2 separate regions of the Mus musculus genome follow, and region 1 is linked to region 2. The links are chromatin contacts, called in public promoter capture Hi-C maps. All regions are on one chromosome and are shown on one strand. The core of a region is the stretch at or near the end of the contact, and the rest is flanking DNA. Distances in the headings are between cores, read along the strand shown.

Region 1 (3,487 bases), core at 223-2,722, 140 kb before region 2:
GAGAGAGAGAGAGAGAGGGAGAGGGAGAGGGAGGGAGAGAGAGAGAGAATGTGTGAAGGTCAGAGCACGACTTGAAGGAATTGGTTTTGTTCTTCCACCGTGTAGATGCTAGGGATACAACTCAGGTGTTCAGGCTTGATGACAATTGTCCTTACCTTCTGAGCCATCTCACCAGCCTACTTTATTACTTTTTAAAAGAATTATTTGTGCGTGTATGCACACAGCTGAGAATGGCAAGCACCCCCACAGACGTGGCTGGTCTGTTATGGTGATGCCTGTAAGACCATGTTTTATGGTTCTGTAATAGATTGCCATACATATAGCTGATTAAGACAGCACCCATTCACTTAGTTAGTTAGTTAGTTAGTTAGTTAGTTAGTTAGTTAGTTAGTTAGTTTTGTCTTTGTGTGTGTGAGAGAGAGTGAGATAGAGACAGAGAGACACAGAGAAAGCAAATGCATGCTATGAAGTTCAGAAGATAATCTTGGGGAAACAACACTCACTTAGCATTCAACAGTTTTTTGGGAGGTGGTGTTGGTGTTGTTGTTGGTGTTGTTGGTGTTGTTGTTTTGTCTTGCAACTGTAATTCTACTTTCTTTTATAAAAATAAATTTGGAGTTTAAATTGCTCCAAAAGCCGTAAAAAATGAAGTGAAAGACAAGAAGAAGCTTGTGAGGTGGTGGGGCGAGGAGGAAAGAGCAGAGGGTCTTAAGAACTTCAGATTGTACTAGTACAAACTGAGGTGGCATGCGTGGGTGGAGCATTGGGATGGGTCGAGCTGGAGAGATGGCTCGACGGCTAGGAGCACTCACTTCTTTTTCTGTGGATCTGCGTTTGGTTCTCTGCGCCCATATGATGGCTCACAGCCATCTGTAACTCCAGCTCCGGGGGAATCAATACCCGTTTCTAGTCCTCCGTGGGTATGTACACACACAGAGAGAGAGCATGCACTCACACATATGTAAATAATGTTTTAATTGGCACAGCTTGGATGAGCTCTCCTATTATATTATTATAAGGGTTATTATAAGGCCAATGTCAAGGTGTAGTCCATCTGGGCTTGGGGAGGAGTGGGGAAGGAGAACCCTACAAAGTTTCCAAAGAGCACTGCGGGGAGCGGAGCGGCTTGAATTAGCGTTTCCTCCAGGAGCTGCTAGGGCTATTCTGACCACTAGAGGGCACAAGAACCACGATCCCTGTTGCCCTTAGTGCCTCCTTTCTGCCGCTGTAAAGCAGAGACTGATTCCAGACCTTCAATATCCGTGCATTGACTCTCCGGCATTTCCTGTGCACAAGAAAAGAACACCTAAATTCAGTGGCTCTAAACCTCGACTATGTGTGAAAGGGACTGGAGTTTTTTAAAACCTGTTTCTGGCCAGAAGAGATGGCTTAGTAGTTAAGAACACTTACTGCTCTTGTAGAAGACTCGGGTACAGTTCCCCGCACCCACACGGCAGCTCATTACTGACTGTAGCTCCAGTTCCAGATGATCCAACTCCCTCTTCTGCCCTCTATCAGTACTCGTATGTATAAACTTATGCACAAACATATTTGCTTAATCTTTATTTTTCCTGATTCAAAGCCAAATGTGGCCATGCATGCAAGGAGGCTGAAGCGGAAGGGTCACAATGAGCTCAAGACCAGCATGGAGTACAGAGATCGCTGTATCTCAGTCTTCACTCCTTCATCTCCCAGCCTCAGCCCCTGTCCTGTTTAAAGTCACGTCATTCTAAAGCAGAAAGGAAGATGATTTGGGGGGGAGAAAGGGAACCAGAAAGGGGGCATAGGCACGATGGGGGTGTGCAAGAAGGGAGGGCATGATTAAAAACAAATTATAAAGAATCAGGCATATCATGAAAAAACAATAACAAACCCTATCACTTTGTGTGCTAACCTTCAAAGTTAACTCAGCCAGACGTGGTGATGAACATCTTTAATCAGTGCAACTTGGGAGGCAGAACCAGGCAGATATGCCCTTCACATGCCCAGGATCCATGTGAAAGGCTCAGTGTAGACTGTAACTCTAGCACTAGGCTGACCTTGAACTCACAGAAGCCCACCTGCTTCTGCCTCCCAAATGCTAAAATTAAAGGCATGCACAACCAGGCCCGGCTGGAGTCTGGCACTTTGGGTGCTAGACTGCTGCCCAGTGAGGCTCTGGGATCAATCTGGCTCTGAGTTCCAAGCCAACCTGGTCTTACATAGCAAGTTCCAAGACCTATGTAGTAGGACCTACCTCAAGAAAATAAAATTTAAAGTAATTAATTTTTTTTAAAAAATTCCCAATTCCTGAGCACCTGCCTCCAAAGACTATGGTTTTTCCTGGTCTAGAGTGTGAGGAAATTATTATTTATTGTTCTTATTATATGAGACAGAGTGTCTATACTTAACCCTGATGATAGTACATGCTTTTGATCCCAGCACTCAGGAGGCAGAGGCAGGCAGATCTCTGAGGCCAAGGCCAGCCTCATCTACAGAGTGAATACCAGGACAGCCAGGGCTACACAGAGCAAGTCTGTCTCCAATCACAATAGAAAGGGAAAAAGTAAACGTGTTTTTATGATTGAAATATGGCTCAGTTAATGAAGTGCCCAGGATTCATGTGAAAGGCTCAGTGTAGACCTGTAACTCTAACACTAGGCTGGCCTTGAACTCACAGAAACCCACCTGCTTCTGCCTCCCAAATGCTAAAATTAAAGGCATTAACCGCCAGGCCTGGCTGGAGTCTGGCATTTTGGGTGCTAGACTGCTGCCCAGTGAGGCTCTGGGATCAGTCTCTTTCTCTATCCCTAGGGCCATGGCTTCAGACAGGCATCACCACGCCCAGGTTTTTCCACAGTGCTGGGGATGCAAGCTCAGGTCCGAATGCTTGTGCAGCAAGCACTTTACACACTGATCACTTTTCAGCCCTAAGAGTGTGTGTGTGTGTGTGTGTGTGTGTGTGTCCTCCAACTCTGAATACAGTTGCAATGCCAACTACATTTTTCGTGACTACAGGGAACATTTGGACCATGGTGTCATTTCTCCAACTACCCTCCCCAACTGATATCCTACAATTCTTATTGAATTAACTTTCAGTGGCTGTATCCTGACTAGGTCTCCCCTCACGCACCTTCTTAGCTGCTTCTCCTCTGGCCTGCAGCTGTGGTATCTCTGCTCTTCTGCTCCTCCCTGAAGCACTGGGATGTCCCTTTACCACCATGTTGCATCATTCTCCATTTCTGTCACATGGGATCAACTCAAAAAACAAAAATCTTGCCCCAGAGGGAATAGCTGGTGAGGCAGCTTGCTGTAAAAGGACTTGCTGAGCAAGCCTGAGAACTCGAGTTCAAGCCCCAGGACCCACGGAAGAGGAAGGCAAGAACCAACTGCACAAAGTTGCCTTCTGAAGGGGGCTGGACAGTGGTTAGGAATGACTGCTGCCCTCAGAGGAATAGAGTTCCCTTCCCAACACCCACATTAAGTGGCTTATGACTGCCTGTAAATC
Region 2 (3,312 bases), core at 352-2,851:
CATGGGCAGAAAGGGCAAGAAGGGGCTGGGGGCGGGCTGGGCTGCATGGTGACTGAGGATCAGGGTCTTGAAACCCCCTGGGCAAAGCTGTGCAAACTCAGCACCCCTACAAACCACCCCAGGGATGATTCTCGGCCTAGCCTGCTGGTTGCATCCAGCTGGGCGGTTGTTCTGGTTGCAGCAGGGGGCGCTGTTCCTAGAGTGCACGTCTCTTCCTCTGTTGTCCTTTTCTTCCTGGGCTCGGTCACGTGGTAGTGCCCCGATGAGCGATACAGAGACACACAGGACAGAGATATGCAGACTCAGATGACTGCTAGTGGATACTACGTTATGCTTCTTTACAAGCCAAGGGTCGGCTTCATTTGTGAGAAGAGAAAACAGGACTTCATTCATCCTTTTAAGACAGGGTCTCACTGTGTTGCTCAGGCTGGCGTCAAACTCACAATCCTCCTGCTTCAGCCTCCTGAGGCTTGAGGTTATAGGTGTGCCAAGCTGATCAGCAGTTTTTGGGTTTATTTTGTTTTGAGACAGAGGAGCATGTCGACCAAAGATGGCCTTGAATCTGTGTGTGTGTGTGTGTGTGTGTGTGTGTGTGTGTATGTGTGTGTGAGTGCAGAGGCCATGACAGATGGAAGAGAGTTGGATACCCTGGAGCTGGGAGTTTCAGACGATGTGAGTCTCCTTAGATAGATGGTAGGAGCTGGATGTGAGTAACCACTGAACCACCTCTTCCACCTTAACCTTGAACTTCTGACCCTCCTGCCTCTACCTCCCAAGTGCTTAGTTATAGGTATAGGCAGTTAATGCAGCACAGGGAGTCAACCCCATCACATTGTACATGCCAGGCAAGCACAACCGAACCACAGCCCTCTGGACCTGACTTCTTTTATTCACGAGAGCTCTGCGGGTTGCTGTTCTCATTGTGACCAAATACCGGACTGGAATCAATTTCTGGAAGCGTTTATAGCTTAAGAAGAGATCCATGGGTTTAGGAGGTATTGGTGGGCAAAGTGCTTGCTTGAGGACCTGAATTCAGAGGCTCAGCCTGGGTATCTGGGTGACACCCACCCATGCTGAAGAGAGAAAGGAGCCAGCCCAGCTGCATCAGTGTGTGCCAGGTTCAGCAAAGAAGACAGAGTCCTTTGACTCTGAAATACAGTGCAGCCCAACCGAGGAAAACACTCCACGTCTACCTCTGGTGGGGGAGGATGTGTGGTCAAAGAGGCTGAGTAACAAAACAGGAAGTAAGAGAGAAGGGAGGAGACTGGCTGGTCTTTCTATGACAGCACACCCTCCCGAGGGCTAACTGATGGGCAAGCAGAGCTATAACTTCCTAGGTGACCCTAGACTCTGCCTCTCAAAGGCTGCCCACCCTCTCCGTCCCAACCCTGAGTACTAAGGACCCAACATCAAAGACAGACATTGGAGGGACACACCCAAACCACACGCACTAACAGTGGGAAAAGCCAGGGAGACACAGACAGGGAGAGCAGAAGGGGAGGCCTGAGAGGCAGGTGGCTGCCATCTTCTCATGGCCCCGTGCCTTTTTAAACTCTACGCCATCTCCAATTGACTCTAATCCAGGTCCCAGCTTCTCTTGCTCATGTTCTTCCATCTCACGTCCGCCCTTTACCACAGGGATGTTTGCACAGGCTGCTCTGCCCCACCACAGCCCTGCATTTGTTCATCTCAGTGTGTGTGTGTGTGTGTGTGTGTGTGTGTGTGTGTGTGTGTACATGTAGAGATCAGAGGACAATTTCCATGAGTTGGTTTTCTCCTTTTTTAAAACAAAGATTTATTCATTTATCTTATGTATATGGGTGTTTTATCTGCATGTATGTCTGCACACAAGACGAGGGCATTGGATTCCATGGGTCTGCAGTTATAGACAATTATGAGTGTCTATGTGGATGCTGGGAATTAAAACCAGGACCTTCTGAAGAGCAACCACTGAGCAGTCTCTTTAGCCCCTGGTTTTCTCTTTTTGCCCAAAACTCAGGACATCTGGCTCAGCAGCAAACACCTTTACTTGTTGAGCCATCTTGCTGTCCCCCTTCACTGGGAGCTTCCTGAGGTCCAGATTGATCCCCCACCCCCACCCCCCAGCCGGTCTCCAGTGACTATGTGATAATTAGTACTGTTTCCAGCTCATGGGCAAACTGGTTCTTTTTCTTCCAGGTGGGAAGTGTAGGCAGTTGTCTCAATTTTGCCTGAATCGCCACAGGTGAGTGCGGGCCAGCACCCTGATGGGCACCCCAGCTGGAGCCTCCAAACTACACCAACTCACCACCCCCTGCCTCCTCCCTCTACCCCAAGAGCCTACAGAGTGATCAACATGAAAGAATCCTGAAAGGAAGAGGCCACTGGAGGGAGTCAGGCTTAAGGCTAATGGTCTTCCCACCCTGGGGAGAGAGGTCTCCCTAGGCACTGCTGTGGCTGTTCAGATAAATCCACATGGTCTCTCTTCCATGGCCTCTGTCTTCTGTGAATTTGTGACAAAGGAGTGGGAGGAAGAGGCAGGGCTGGACTTGGAACCCTAGGGAGTAGGGTATGGTTGTTACACACTCAGACAACAGGACAATATGATGGGGGATAAGGGGAGGCCTGGTGTGTTCACGGAAGGAGGGTGTGTTTAGGGTCTGTCACGATTAAGAGACAGGACCTCTGTCCAGGAGCCTGGCTTACAGCATACCTTGGTATCGATCAGAGCATGAGTAAGCATGATGTGGGGACCCCGGTGCAGTCACCCCTTTATCTTCACATGGCCAGTCACTCTGCCCCTCAGGATACCTCATGCATAGCTGTGAAAATGCAGCCCACACTCTCAAGCTCTGTCTCCTGCAACAACCCACAAGTTGGGCTTCAGGAGGACTGCTTGCTTAGGGCATGTCCACCAGGGAGGCTGTGGGGCTCGGGGATGGGCTCTGAGCAGAGAGGGCCTGGGAGGAGGGATGGGCTCTAGCAGGCAATTCCTGGAGTTCCTTGGACTCCTCCTTATTGGGAGGGAGCAACCTAGTGCAGCTATGCAGGCCTTTTCAGGCTCAGGGTGCTGTGGGGAAGGATAAGTGTCTTCTCCAAGATTATGGGCAGGGTCACAGCACAGACAAGAGACCAGGTCCCAGGCAGCGGGGCGGGGGGGAGGGGGTTGCATAATGCAGTTGCAAGAACTTCAGGTCAGAGTGAACTGGGGATTACAAAATCATTTCATCAAGCCACAAAGCACGTGGAAATAAGGGGAAAATACGTCACAAGAAAGAAGAGAAGCTCTTGGGTGGGGTGTGCAACTGAACCGCATGCCTTCCCAGTACGAAC

Evidence for each region. Capture Hi-C pulls out chosen DNA fragments and counts their contacts.
Region 1: a promoter capture Hi-C map of adipose tissue shows a contact between it and region 2. The contact joins two enhancer-like sites. A contact is called at or near these places in 2 of 39 promoter capture datasets (the C10 cell line and cranial neural crest), 6 of 484 Hi-C or Micro-C datasets (CD4 T cells, CD8 T cells, double positive thymocytes and 2 more), 3 of 115 datasets of contacts at active chromatin or transcription factors (bone marrow-derived macrophages, embryonic stem cells and regulatory T cells) and 4 of 9 other capture datasets (adipose tissue, embryonic stem cells, liver and 1 more).

Annotation. Positions count from the first base shown.
Region 1 is chr7:31,175,061-31,178,547 of GRCm38.p6, reverse strand. No RefSeq gene overlaps it. Among named protein-coding and RNA genes, the nearest start is that of Gm10640, 14 kb to the right of the region's middle. Within about 2 kb of position 1,472, at least 31 of the 459 cell types and tissues checked have an H3K27ac peak or open chromatin away from gene starts, as enhancers often do. A contact at or near this core is called in adipose tissue, where this site is marked.
Region 2 is chr7:31,031,885-31,035,196 of GRCm38.p6, reverse strand. It overlaps Fxyd5 (FXYD domain-containing ion transport regulator 5), which reads left to right. Exons shown (of 9, transcript NM_008761.4): 9 at 2,179-2,474. The coding sequence ends at 2,228. Among named protein-coding and RNA genes, the nearest start is that of Gm38984, 3.3 kb to the left of the region's middle. Within about 2 kb of position 1,601, at least 85 of the 459 cell types and tissues checked have an H3K27ac peak or open chromatin away from gene starts, as enhancers often do. A contact at or near this core is called in adipose tissue, where this site is marked.